3 separate regions of the Zea mays genome follow, and regions 2 and 3 are each linked to region 1. The links are chromatin contacts, called in public Hi-C maps. All regions are on one chromosome and are shown on one strand. The core of a region is the stretch at or near the end of the contact, and the rest is flanking DNA. Distances in the headings are between cores, read along the strand shown.

Evidence for each region. A called contact is a pair of places that touch in the nucleus more often than the background predicts.
Region 2: a contact with region 1 is called in a Hi-C map of ear, with 2.1 times the contacts expected there. The contact joins the enhancer-like site here to the promoter of LOC100192973 in region 1. A contact is called at or near these places in 6 of 25 Hi-C or Micro-C datasets (ear, endosperm, leaf and 1 more).
Region 3: a contact with region 1 is called in a Hi-C map of ear, with 2.1 times the contacts expected there. The contact joins the promoter of LOC100382470 here to the promoter of LOC100192973 in region 1. A contact is called at or near these places in 6 of 25 Hi-C or Micro-C datasets (bundle sheath, ear, leaf and 1 more).

The regions. Positions count from the first base shown.
Region 1 is chr8:97,725,051-97,730,147 of Zm-B73-REFERENCE-NAM-5.0, reverse strand. It overlaps LOC100192973, which reads right to left and starts at 3,710. Exons shown (of 6, transcript NM_001138147.1): 1 at 3,437-3,710; 2 at 3,100-3,178; 3 at 2,787-2,947; 4 at 2,652-2,703; 5 at 2,520-2,571; 6 at 654-1,033. The coding sequence starts at 3,538. The coding sequence ends at 2,555.
Region 2 is chr8:97,555,416-97,560,171 of Zm-B73-REFERENCE-NAM-5.0, reverse strand. No RefSeq gene overlaps it. Among protein-coding and RNA genes, the nearest start is that of LOC100382470, 45 kb to the right of the region's middle. Within about 2 kb of position 1,746, at least 17 of the 20 cell types and tissues checked have an H3K27ac peak or open chromatin away from gene starts, as enhancers often do. A contact at or near this core is called in ear, endosperm, leaf and 1 more, where this site is marked.
Region 3 is chr8:97,511,125-97,515,919 of Zm-B73-REFERENCE-NAM-5.0, reverse strand. It overlaps LOC100382470, which reads left to right and starts at 3,097. Exons shown (of 4, transcript NM_001175210.1): 1 at 3,097-4,198. The coding sequence starts at 3,551.

The DNA of each region.
Region 1 (5,097 bases), core at 2,461-4,960:
AAGCTCTAATGCGAGTCTTGCGGGTACATTTGTAGGGACCGCAATTCAGGTTGTGTCAATTAGCAAATTTGTTTCCGTATCAAACCACGATTTGTCCACCGTATATATACATCTTGTAAGTCAACCACAATCTGTCCACCGTATATATACATCTTTTAAGTCGCACGAGAAGACAGATGATTTATTATATTCGTTGCATTCTGTAAACTCTAACTTTGCTCATATAGTAAAGATTGCCTGTTGATGCCTATGATCGCACAGGAAGATTGATAACACTTTAGCTTCTCTGCGCTAATGTAAACTCTCCTCGGATTGTAGAGATCGCCTGTTGGTGTCTATGATGTTTTTATAAGAGTTTTTCATCTAAAATTTTGTGTCTCATGCTTAATCCATATTACATTGTTTACTAACAGCTCCGTCGTCTGTACTCGCGCTACGGCCGCTGCATGGCACCAGGGTTCTATATTTCTGGAGTCCTAGAGTACGAACAGACGAAGGCTTGAAGCAGTCGATCGATCAGGCCCATTAGAAAGGAAACGAACGGGATAGGGATATGTTATACTGGTCCGTTCGGTTTGCTAATAGCCCAGCAGCATATGAAACCCACCGGGCCAGCCACTGGGCCCAACAGACGACCCGCATGCATCGACGTATGCGTATGACATATATATTCAGAGATTTTGTACTATGATTTTATTCAGATACGGTGGCTGCCAAACCATGCCATATAGCTGGCTTGTAGACAAGTAATCCTGCCAGCTGCGACTCTTTGGCAACTGCTTTTATCGAACTGCGAGTTTCATCATTTTAGTACAGCACCTGCACCTAAACCAGGGAAACAGGAATACAAAAGGACACCCACATCTGTCCAGGCGTGATGATGGATCTAAAATACTGCCTCCACCAACAGGATGCTTGTAGTCACGACGCAGCTTTCAACTATTACAACTATTACTATTGATCGATGCTTGACGGCTCGCGTCAACACTTCCAACACTACAACAAACCATTCTCAGCTCTACCCCTTTTATTCCTGAAAAGCAAAAGGAGAATAGGACTTGAATAAAATGATGAAGCCATCGAGAAAGCATTGCAGGTTACAGGGGTAGCGGGATGCTAGGATTCAAGAGTGCCAACTGTCATGGTTAGCTGTTCTGAACAGATGATGTCCTATGTGCCACCGTTACCCTTAATGCGTTACATACCTAGGTAATGTATGCGCTCTTCACATACGCTACAATATTCCGCTATACTTTAGTCTTTCCATTTTCTAGCAATGAAACATCTGATAAACTGTGCTACTTCAAAGGCTTTGGGCACTAACCATCGTCACAATCTCATATCATCATCACGACAAGGTAAAATGGCATAACATCGCATTATGACTTCTTATTAGAATCAATACCACTGGCACTAAGTGGTTTAAGAAAATTTTAATTTGTTCTGGAAAAAAAGGAAGTTCAAACTCTACTCTGCTACCGTTTTTCTTAAGTGCCACTTGCCAGCGTCTTAATTACAAGCTAACATTTGCGAGACCTGGTTAGAACAATAATCCACCAAGCTCTGCAGTTAACTTCAAGCATCACAAAGCACAAAAAAGTATGTTTGCCTCTCCAAAGCTAGTGGGCTGTACGAGATGGTATACTTTAGGCCAGGAGATAAAGACTGATGGTGATTTACCCTGTTCTAAGCTGCTAAGATAAACTTTCTACTAGTTAAAGCTTACACTTCATAAGAGATTCATAGTTTTATCTTACAGCCATCGTTGTCAACCTCAACTACCATGCAATCCGTTTGGGATTCAACTAGCAAGTAAGGGGATGTTTGTTTGGGTTTATAATCTGTCTGGATTATATAATCTAACAACTTTTGAACTAACACTTAGTTCAAGAATTGTTGGATTATATAATCTAGGCAGATTATAATCCCAAACAAACACTTCCTAAGTCTTGTACAGGCTATAGAGATTATTTTTCCAGAATGGAGGAGGGATAATGACAAGACCTAAAAGAAAGTTATGTTTATGGAAAACAAAAAAATGGAGCCAGGATAATGACACAAAAGAAAGGTATGTTTTCTGGAATAAAAAAAATTAAATATATATTTTGAACTTCCTAAGACTGGAACATGATACCTAAGCTGGACAGATGATCAAGGACAGTTTTACCCCTGGAGACAGAAAAACTTATAAGACTTAGCTTTCTACATCATATCCTGTTTTGTATGTCTCATAATTAGGTTCCTTGTATTAAGACGACCAACCTATCATTTGTTATACAAAATTCGAACGACTGCTGAAGTCTCGAAGTATATAGTCTAGGCTGATTAAAATGTAAGTATGGGTTAAAGTGCTGCTGGTAACAAACTAAATACAACTGTATGATGTTGTTGACAACAAGACATAACTCAAAATGGGAGCACCAACAAAGTGACTGGCACCGGTGATGCAAGCATAACCTAAACACAACTAATGGAAAACGCGAATTGGAAACTATGAAAGTGTCCCATATATGGTATACCTTGTTCACAAAAGGGAGAGGTCCCAGCAGATTATTCAGTAATAAAGTGAACCTGAAAGTGAAGTCTAGCAAGTCAGTGTATGAGCGTCCATGTATATACTGAAGATAATACACAAATTGATGCAATGATACCTTGCCACCAATCACCTCTGGTAGCAGAGCCATCCGGGTTGTCCCCCTTGTACTGGATTTAAAATTCAAAATAAACATTAGACTTAAGCGCTCCAAATGATCTGTACTACGTATATATAAAAAGGTTCTACGTACATCCGTATGGGGTTCATTGGCTGGTTGCTTCCGTAAAACGCTGCTGTAGAACTCCCGACCACCGTAATGCACGGATGAGCCAAAGTAAGGAGATTCTGATGGCTCATTTGGATGAGCATGTTTGCCATCCTTGTAAGTAGGGCGGCTGTGGGATTTGCCATCTGAGCACGAATTTAAACTTCCATAGTTAAAATCAGTGCTCCAGATTAATTCTAAGCTAAGATGGTGAGAAAAGGTTTTAAGTATCGTTGTGCTTATGAACGCGACCTAAATCGAAGAGAAACGTCAAATTGACAAGAGTACCCAGAACTACCTCTGCCATTCTGCCCTCTGGAGCTCTGCTTGTTCAGCATCGTGTACAAGTCCGCATGCTTTGCGTCACTTGCGCTTCCCTTGAATGCAAAACAAAGTCAAAATGTCAACGTCATATCCAAATAGATTTTGCATAATCCTATAGGTCCTCTATTATCAAAATCACCCCTCATCAGAATTAAATTGGGAAACCGTTGAAGTCCCTCCACAAATCGCAACATAGTAACGGACTCTTTCATCAAATCGCACCAGCTCACTAATCATGCAAAAAAATTACTAAGACCCCAGGAATCTGAGAGCAAAATATCAGAACGATGGCGTGAAGAGACGGCCCGTACCGCAGTCGGCGCGGAGAAGACGGTGCTGAAGTACCCGTTACCCGGCGGCGGCGGCGCGGCTCCGACGGCGGCGGGGGCCGACGGCTTCTTCTTCGCCTCCATATGCAGAGCCGTTTTCTGCGTCTGCGGCTTCGGGAGAAGGGCCTAGACTCTCGAGAGGATGGACCGTGAACACTTGACTTGAGGCGGAAAAGGATGGGGGCACGTGAAGTGTTAGTTGTAGGCGGCGGCGGCCGGCGGGGAAGGAAGCAGTTGGTTGTTCGCCTCGTGGCGTCCTGCTTCGGCCAACATCTGTGCCGGCATTTAAAGGCCTCGACGGAGCGACTCGGTTTCGCTATTTCGGAGATCTTAAGGGGCTGAATGGAGAAAATTGTGTTTAGCTTTCATCCACATCCATCCAACCTGCAGTGAGACTTGCAGAGTGCAGACTCCCGTATTACAGGGACGGTCCTGAATAAGTTAGTAGTTTTATTTCAGAGATTCAACGATGTTAGTATACGAATTATTTAGACACGTTTGGAATCATCCAGTTTTTTAGCAATCTGATTTATAAAAAGTCAAGTGCTTCCAAACATATCAGATTATGCTTCGGTTCTTAAAAATCGGACTGCCTCTTCCATAACTAAAATTAGTTTTTAACTTGGTAGAAATTAGTGATTGTAACCGCTCTTAGGTCTATGCATGTGATTCCCTCGATGTCTTTATCCCATTTGAATATTTAATTATTATTTAAAAATTTTAGATTAAAAATATTAATTCAATCTATATTTAAAATTGGCAACAAAGAAAAACAAAGAGAATAATAGAATCAATTACTTTTGAAATAGAGTAAGGATTGAATTGTCTTTGTGTATAACAAAGCTAGAAGTTGGTTTCCAAGAAACTAGCCTCTAAACACGCACACCTATTTTTTTTATAAACCAGTTTCTAGCAACTGATGACGGAAACCAGTTTCTTAGAAATTGTGGTGGTTCCAAAGAGACCCTTAATCATCGATAAAATATAAATACATAAAGAGAAATTATTTATAAGAAAACCACTACAACATTTCTTCCAAACTATTGTTTAGTTTGATTTCGTAGTGAGCTAAATTTTTCTAAGGATCTATGTAAAAGGCGTTTTGGACTACTCAACTCCAAGAAATTCAGCTCCACTCTACTCTACGAACTCTATCTTTTAGCAGCTCCACCATGGAGTTGGAATAGAAAAAATGTTTGGCTTAACATCTTATTCTAGTTCAGTGAATGATAGATTTTAGGGTAAATGTCTATTATATCCTTGTTTTAAACGATCCACATGTAGGTGATCCAACTCCACTGTTTCTCGCTCCCATCCCCACTAACTCGGTCACCTCTCTTGATGGAATGATGTGAGGCATGAGGCGACTGTCTCCATCCTCGCTGGTGCAACCCCAAACGTTGACGCAAACCGATGTGCAGTTGCGGTGAGCCCATCGGCCGACGTTGAGGAGGAGCGATGTTGGCAAGCCACCTGCCGATGTGGAGGAGGCATGCCGGGGGAGTCGCTCATCGGCGCGGAAGAGGAGGCACGACGAGGAGAACCACCCGACTATCCACGAGGTCTTGGGTGGCAATACGAGTAATTACCCCCACAATTCTATGAGGAGGTACAAAACAATGATTTCCGAAGCACCTATTTGA
Region 2 (4,756 bases), core at 497-2,996, 170 kb after region 1:
ATTAGAAGATATAATAAAAAAACACCCTAAAAAGATGTCTCGTATTCTGTGTCGTTGCATGGGGCTGGCTGCCCGCAGCCTGCATCCCGCTATACGCCTCCCACGGGCATCTCTGCGCGGCCTGGTCGAACACCCTTTTTGCATCTGCTGAGTCGGAATTCGTAGAGAAATGAACCAAACAAACCCTGCTTTGAAGATCTGCGGATACAGTTTCTCGGCTCATGCAACCAACTAATCATACAGTATAAAACAATACATGATATTACATATTAGGACAAATATATCTTCTAAAGTAACACATGATGTGGCAACTTTAGATGTCGTGACAAGAACCAATAGATTGGGAATAATCTTAGAGCAACTCCAAGAGACTATATTTATCCTGTTTAAAATGGAATGAGATTTTTTTTGGTAAAAAACCCAACAATTTATTTAAATGGTTATCCAAACATAGCCATATTCTATTCCAGGTTTCTCGCTAGCTAAACATAAAAAAAATGTGAATGGATTTTAGAGTGCAAACAAGATATAGAAATAGTGTTGGAGATCAGAAAGATATATAAAGTGTTTTTATGGAAATGACTCTCTAAATAATAATTTAGAGAGTGAAATTTAGAAAGAACGATGGAGATGCTCTATGTCGGTTGGCCTTTAGTACACGTTTTCTTTATCTGAAAATAAATAACGATTTTAACTTAGATATTACGTTTGGTTATTTTTTATTTAGTTTTACTATATTTAAAATAAATATAATAAAGTACTACTAAAGTACCTTTAATGATAAAATAAGTTATAACAAAATAAAGAATATTTATAAAAAAACAAATCGTTGAATAAGATGTTTAAAAATAAAGAACGTTATGTGTTTTGGAACGGACGGAGTGCACCAGCGAAGTACTGTATAATCTGTATTGCAATATTTTGCGTCGTGGCGACCGTATCTCTCTCGAGCGTATGGCCGTAAGACTGTGTTCAGCGGTTACCCCTAAATTTCTCCCCCTATATCTCATTCACGTGCCACGTCAGCGTTTTTCCCCCTATATCTCCATCATGTATAGCGGTTCCCCCTAAATTCTTCCCCTATACCCCACTACAACCATAAAATATCATTTTCTATACCTACTTTTCACCTTCTACCAATTTTTCATCAACTAATAATTAACCGTGGGCCCACAGCACAGTATATAGGGGAGGAAAGGAGAGCACGCTGTATTTGGGGGAGAGAGAAAATAGTAGCGCTAGCCGCTACCGTAGGGGATGAGATAGAGTTAACCGTTGAAGGTTTTAGCGTGCTCCTGTAGCCGCTACCGTAGGGGAGGGGGGCTTCGGCGGGATGCGTTGAACACAGTCTAACAGTCTAAGGCCTTGTTCGTTTCTACCGGATTGGTGGGTCGCAACGATTCCGAACCGGATTGCTTCTCTAATTTATATAAACTTTGATTAGGTGCAACGATTTCGGGTACAATCAAATACAAACGAACAAGACCTAAGCCGGTAGCCTTGTCCCCCATCGGTACGTGACACGCGTCCCGTCCCGTCACGGGACCGCGACTGACACCCCTCGACGTGACGACCGTATCCCCGGGAATCTACGTGACAATCCTCGCCTCTCGCTGTTCTGTACCGTTCCCTCTGGAGAAGGGACAGCGAAATTGTCCCACATGTCATCGACAATAATCTCGGACCCAGAGAGGTCCCGTGCGTAGCGTAATGTTACGTCGCGTGGGTAACTCGGTGGTGGGACCCACAGGAATGCCGATTGTTTATATGGGGCCACCGGGCCATGGAGGGTCCAGTTATCAATGGGCTAGCTGGGATCGTTCGCGCACTCATGCACATGCACCCCCATCCTGTTGGTTCACATGCGTGCGCTTGCCAACGGGAAAATTTGCTTGTTTAGACACGTATACTCTATACGTACTATATTGCAGTTCTTCGATCACTACATATAACTAATTGATAGTAAGCTGGCTAAATACTGGCGTGGAAGAAAGAAAGAATGATAGAGAAGACAAGCGAGTTACAAACTATCAACCAGCTTATACATGGAGACCAAATTTTTTTGGAAGAGAGAGAAATGTTCTATATATTAAATGTAAAGGGCTCACCATTATACATATAGGCTATTAGATAGACTGCAAAGGCCTTTATAGGCAACAATTGACTATATTATTAAAGGGGTGTTTGTTTGGACTATAAACTATCCAGAATGTATAATCTCGCTTATTTCGAACTAAGTGTTAGTTTAAAATAAATGAGATTATATAATGTAGGAAGATTGTAATCCAAACAAACACCCCCCCTAAACTTGATCTAAGAAACTCATTTATATAACCCAATGTATCTAAGTATTGTATCTTACTCACTAGAACTCCTCAAGGCACGACTCATTTATATGAGTTGTATAGGTGGAATCGTATTTTAGGCTTAGAGAACTGTGCTAGAGACATTCATTCACCAAGATACGTCTCTTGTATTTTTTACACTTAAGCTACTTGACATTTATGTGGGTTATGCATGACCTTGGTCAGGTTAGTTACTATATATTTCATAATTAGAGTATTAATTAGATAAGAATGATGATATAACATTATAATTAAGAGCTGGAAAAAATATTTATATGCTTTAGCAACATAAGCTATCTTATTGGGATATACCATTTACATGTGTAGTGCTTATACTATGCTTTATACTAGCAAGTATAGAAACTATCACATAACTTCTGGGCTAGGCCTATCCTTAGAACTGTGCTAAGCGTCAAGAGTACATCTGATTTACCCCGTTAATAATGAGGTAATTGCAATGCTTTCTTTGTCCCCTCGACAAATTGATTTGAGCTATGATTAGTAAATATAAATATATCAATACGTTGTAATAGATCGTACAATTTAGGGGCAATTGTAATTATACTCTTCTTCGTCATTGCAATTGCAATTTTAGCTCTCGTTTTTCAACTTTGTGATTTTACCCCTATGTTTTGAAAACGAAGCTACAATTTGTCCCTCCTTCTTAACATCGTTAATAAAAATCAGAATTAGTGATTAAAACAATAAAAATAAGGGGTAAAATCAAAATTGAAGGCGAGAGAAGAGCATAATTACAATTAACCCTAAAAATAATGTAGCAATTTTTAGGATTAATTGTTACTCAAAACCCTTATCCAACCTTGCAATTATGATTTTACCTCTCATTTTTATTTTTTAATCACTAATTCTGATTTTTACTAATGGTGTTAAGGGGAGGGGCAAACGACGACTTCATTTTCAAAACAGAGGGGTGAAATCATAAAGTTGAAAAACGTGGGGTAAAATTACAATTGCAAGGTCAGAAAATAGTATAATCACAATTACCTCTACAATTTATTGCATTGTCATCCGGACAACTCGAGGCTTAATGATTTCTTCAAAGGTTATGCCACGTATTTTAATTTATCTTATAATCTCATTTGGTGTTATGTCTAAACATGTATATGTATTGCTCTAAATTAAACTCGTACGAGCACTAAAAAGCCACACCATATTTGAGTTGACTTGTTGTAGCTTTGTCCGAGTTCCACTAGGTTACCTTTGTAGCACTCACGGTCAAGGGGGTGTGATTTTATCAAATAAAATTAAATGCATGTAGCCCAAGTGCTGAATTTGCTTTTTAACTGATCAACCTGAGAGAACTTTTTTGTGCAATGCACTTGTATCTAATATTCTGCAAAGGGAGAAACAAAGTGATAAGATGAATGAGATGTTATTGGGTCTAGTGATTTTGTCTTTTTATTTAGTGTGTGGGTCAACAACATACATCTCCAATGATAAGATGAATGATGCAGTACAGCAATGTTTAAACATATCGTTAAAGAGACTTTTTCAGAATGTTATCAAAATTCAATGCAGAAACTTTATCATGCCCTAGAATTTTGGATTCTAATAATAGTCTATCAGTGTGATGACTTGGTTACTCATTTCAAGGAACACCCGAAATAACAGTGACATTATAAAATAAAAAAAGAAAAAAAAGACACGCTTAGAGGTTGTTTAAATGCACTAGAGCTAATATTTAATGGCTAAAATTAGTTGAGACATCCAAACACACTAGCTAATAGTTCAACTATTAGCTAATTTTGGTAAATTAGTTGATAGTTAGGTAGCTATTTGTTAGCTAGCTAATTTCACTAACAATTTTTAGCCAACTAACTATTAGTTCTAGTGCATTCAAACACCCCTTTAGTGTGAAGATGACAACAATAAGCCTGATAGTAATAAAAATGAGAGATACATTCCCTATAATGCCGTACCTATGTTCATTTCTGATAAATACAGTTAACCAGTAGCAGTCTTTTTTTATCTAAACTTCTTGCGTAATTACTTGGCTTGGCTTTGAGGTTTAAGTAAATAACTATTGATGATTTAGATAGTTACTTGACACACATTTCAGATGATAAGTGAACTAAACAGAACGCTGTCGACATGCACATTTTATCAAACACCACAACTGCAGTGCAACAATTAGAAAAGAGGACAAAGAATATGGAACCAGCAAGAACTGTCATCATTGTTTTGCTTTTGCACACCCGGCTTGACGAGGTGGAGTTGTTGCAGCTACAGGCAACGATTGTGACTTGGTGTTGATTGCTATCACAACAGTTGATTGCTAGTAGCGGCAGGTGAGCATCCCCACGACGGCGGCGGTATAAGGAGCTTGCCGTCGCAGTCGCTGGAGCGGCTCTCCGCCGGCAAGGGACGCGTCAGTGGGTGCTGTGCTTGGT
Region 3 (4,795 bases), core at 1,848-4,347, 210 kb after region 1:
ACTAGGAAGGGGTGTCAATGTCGATGTATGGCTCTGCATATGCACAATAACCAGTAAAATGTTAAATTACATACGAATCTCAGGAATCGTCCTATGTCGTTTGCCTCGATCGGTTCCTTGTGTCGATGATACTTTCTTTTCCGAGTCGCCTATTAATGTAACAATAAATATGATCATGCACTAAAAGTGAACGATGACGGAAGTAGAGCTTGCCTAAAGCATGCTTGAGTCGGCTGCTTACTCAAGAGCGTTGCAGGATACGTGCATGGCCAAGGAGGGAGCAACGAGTCAGAGGAGCACCATTATTACCCACTTCGTTAACCAAATATAGGGCCAAATAGACGACAAACCATATATAGAACCATCCTAGATACGATCCACTACATGTATCATACTGATAAACCTAGGAACATCCACCGCTAAGAACTGCTAATCACACACGCGATTATGGATCAGGACCTCCAAAGAAGTCCAACTAGAGTAAACAACGAGACTAACCATGTAATGCAAAGTACCACATACATATCGGATTCTAGAGTTATCGTGTGCACATGTGCAGTTAGCATGTCGTGGAATGTAGCAACCAGTAAAGAGATATGCATGTGATGGTGCAAAATCAATCTAATATCATGAAGTATGAAGATAAATGTATATATTGAAAGTGCACATAACTAGCAAATCTTGCCAACAATAACACTTAGTACAAGATCTATCGGGGTAAGGTGGTGACACCATGTCGCCCTGACACGATCAGAGACCACATTAGGGATGCATGGCGCTTACCTTGGAAAACCCTTATGGAATGGGTGGCGATGCACCAAAAGGATGGTAGCACCCATTATTTTTGGTGAGCGAATGGCCTCCTTTATTCATAAGCATATCTAATACAATATATAATGTTGCAGGCTGAAGTAATAAGCACTTCCTAATGTATCTAATCTGCTATTTAAAATATATTTCTATTTATATTTTTCCTATGGCCAAAATTTCCCTTTGTGGACCTCCTTCGGCAAGACCATCATCTTAGTCTCGACGAAGATTTGGTGCCAACATTATCGTGACCATATGTATCATTTAATAACACCAGAGGAATCCCAGCCTAATGAGGACTATGACTACACCAAGGAACTCAGAGACAACCTGATCAAATGTGTCACATCCCACCCACCCTCTTAGAATCCCATTAGGTATGCAATATATTGCTAGCGCTTTGATTTCTAAAGTTATTATTATGTTAGGGTGCATAGTATAAAATGTTTGAGCATATGTCGTGTTGTAACCCTACTCCTGCATACCTGCTATTTGGATAGATGCTCACTTTACATACACTTGTTATTTACTTGTACTACTATGTGTGATAAATGATGATGTGATGCATAGTGTGGACATGTTTGTGTGTGGACTAGCACATGTGTCACTTCTATATCGTGCATACCACGGATGAGAGATTCTAGCATATGTCTTAGGTGTCTGGTGAGGGTCGAGTCGACCAGATAGGATGTTATGATGAGTATTGAACAAGTCTTATCAATGGATTTTGACGCGAGGCTCTCTAAGAGGTACCTGTGGTAGGTACATGTGAGTTGAGTAGTTCTAGAGGGTGAGATTCACTAGGATGTGTCCTCGTGAAGGTGATGTCATCAAGAGAACGAGAGGTAGAGCTTCCCTCTTGATGAGATTTAGTATCCGATTCTTCTAAGCACTAAGCCAGAGAACTGGTCCATAGGAACCCTTCATACACACCACTCGCTTTAAAATAGGGGGGCATATGTGATCTTCTAGCTAGGGGTGATGCCACCACTACATAAGATATAAGTGATAGTGTAGGGATGTAACTATGTAAGGGTGTATCCTCTAATCCTCTTAAACCATGTAATGACCACTAGGAATACTTCATTTCGCAGTCTCAGCATGTCGGTGGTACTCTAGGGTGACTTGGTGATGAATTGTAGGTGGTATCATTCTGGTTAGATAATAGCCTAATATCAACCTAGACAGAGGCCACCGTCGATGATGGTAATGTTGTGGCTATAGGTGTACATTCTCTATAGAGTTGATCGATCTATAAGCATAGGTCTGACCAAGGTTAATGAAGATTCCTATATGTTTCTCACTTGAGCATGACTAGAGAGTTTTGTGTTCTTTTTCTCTTCCTCGTGTTTGGATAAGGATCAAACCTGAGAGTATTGAGATAAGGATGAGAGGGAGTTGTCTTTGTTGACTAGAGAGTGTAGTGATGAGATGTGAGAGTGTGGTGTGTTTAGATATGAGATGATATGGATAGGTGGATGGATGTGATGATACTATGTGGATATTTACAAATAGACCATGAGACATGCATAGTAAGCCTACCGTCACATGATTTGTGTGGAGCGTGAGGAAGAAAGAAGATGAGAGGCACTAAAAAGTTAAGGTTTAGACTCTCTCCAACAAAAATATGTACAACATCTTGTACCCTATATTTAGTGGAGATTTCCTTTTTTATCACTACATCAGCGTTCTCTAATTGATACTCTAAATATAGATGATTTTCATCTGTTCTCTCTATATAGAGATTCTATATCCTTTCTTCTATCTATTTTAATACTTTAAACAACATATTTATCAAAACTAAATTATGTACAAAATATTTGTGAGTATAACAAATATATATGTATAAAAATTTAAAATAACATATGTCTCTAATATAGTTATTTTTTATATAGAGAGGATGGGATATAAAGAATGCTGCTGAAGATGAAGATAAAAGAGAAATAAATTTTTAGGACTTATTCGGTTGGGGTAGATTGAGGGTGATTAATAGAAAGAGGTTTAATCCCCTTAATTTTTTCTAATCCTTACACAACCGAACATAGGGATATAAATGATGAATACAGAGACGGCTTTGGAGGAGTGAAGGCCTTGCCAAATGCCAAGCCAATAACTATCATCAGGCCATACCTGGCACTGTAGGGCCTGAGGCTGGGCTGTGTGCTTGGGATATACAGTACCTGACCCTGGCCAGGGTCTCCACCGCACGCCCCCGTCCTACCTCGCGCCCTCTCCTCGCACCACAATCACACGAGCAGACAGTCACCAACTCCTTTCTGTCTTTCGCTTTCACTGCTCACCATTTCGCGTCCTTGCCTCGCCATCTCGCCGTCGCGGGCGCCTGTTTTTCGCCTCCCTCCCCCCATCTGCCAGACTGCCACGCACCTTTGCACAAAGAAAGGCGCCCCGAGGTACAGTACAGGTAGAGGTAGAGCCGACAGCCGAGCGAGCCCGGGAGCCGAACACCTCCACCAGCAGCAAAAGCACCACCACCACCAGAACCGAGCGCACAAAAGCGCGCGGCCGGGACGCGGGAGAAAGCAACGGGCAGCCTGTACTGCCGGCTGCTGCAGCTACCCTTTCAGTCCCAATTCCAGCCCCCGGCCAGGCGCTCGCAAAGTGCGGGAGCCGCCCTCTTCGCTCGTGGGCTCTCTCTCTCTCTCTCCGCGTTCTCGCTCCAGGTCGTGTACGATCCGCCAGTACGTACGGGCCCCGGCGGCGCTCGTGCGCGGGCGACAACATGTCCTCGGCGGCGGGCGGTGGATACGGGGCCGGCGGCGCGGAGCATCAGCACCTGTTGCTGGGGCAGGCCGCGGGCGCGGGGCAGCTCTACCACGTGCCGCAGCACAGCCGCCGCGAGAAGCTGCGGTTCCCGCCCGACGACGCGGCCGACTCGCCCCCGCCCACTGCCTGGCCGGCGCCCCCACCCTTCTACTCCTACGCTTCCTCGTCGACATCGTCCTACTACTCGCCGCATAGCCCCACGCTGGCGCACGCGCAGCTAGTAGCACACGCGCTACCTGCGGGCGCCGGGGTCCAGATCCCGAGCCAGAACTTCGCGCTCTCGCTCTCTTCGGCGCCCTCGAACCCTCCGCCCGCGCCGCGGAGGCAGCTCGCCGCGGGGGTAGCCACGGGGCCGTACGGCCCGTTCACGGGCTACGCGGCCGTCCTCGGGCGGTCCAGGTTCCTGGGCCCCGCGCAGAAGCTGCTCGAAGAGATCTGTAACGTCGGCGGACGGCCCCCGCACCTGGACCCTCTCTCCGACGAGGGTATGTTCGGCATGGAGCATGGCATGGGCGGCGTTGACCGCGCTACCGCTGAGGCGGTCGCTGTCTCCGGCGCCGAGCAGCAGTGGAGGAAGACCAGGCTCATCTCCCTCATGGAGGACGTGAGCTTCTTGATCCTTCATTGAAAAATACGTCTTTTCTCTGCTTTTGTTTCTTGTCGCAATTATTTCTTCTTCGCCGAGAAGAATCTAACGAATACCTCATGGTCACGTCATGGAGCCTACATCCTGTTCGAATCTTTATCTGCTGTTCTGGCACAGCTTATTTCTTGTGCTTGTGATTTGATGAGAGTAGATATGGATTGCAAATCGAGCTCTTTCGGATATGTTTCTTTGGTTATTTATATGCATCAAATCATTGTTTTGCACTGTTGGTGTTGAGAGGTTTGCATACCTTTTCATTTTTTACCTTGCGACAACTAGAAAAACTTCTTCATGAACAGAATTGTCCAGCAGTTCAAAATATGGATGTTGGAATATCAAAATATATCAGGTCTCTCTAGTTTTATCCCGTAGAAATTTTCAAAGTTGCTACTCGATAAGATTCCTGGAGTTTTTGTCTTCTTTCTGAAGGATGCCATATGCATCAGTGAAAACCTGCAGAAAGATTCTGCTTATCTGGTCGCCACTCTTTTGTTAAAATAATTCTATTGTTCATGGTTGTAATTTTTGCCAGGCAGAGTAGAATAGTGACTCGGT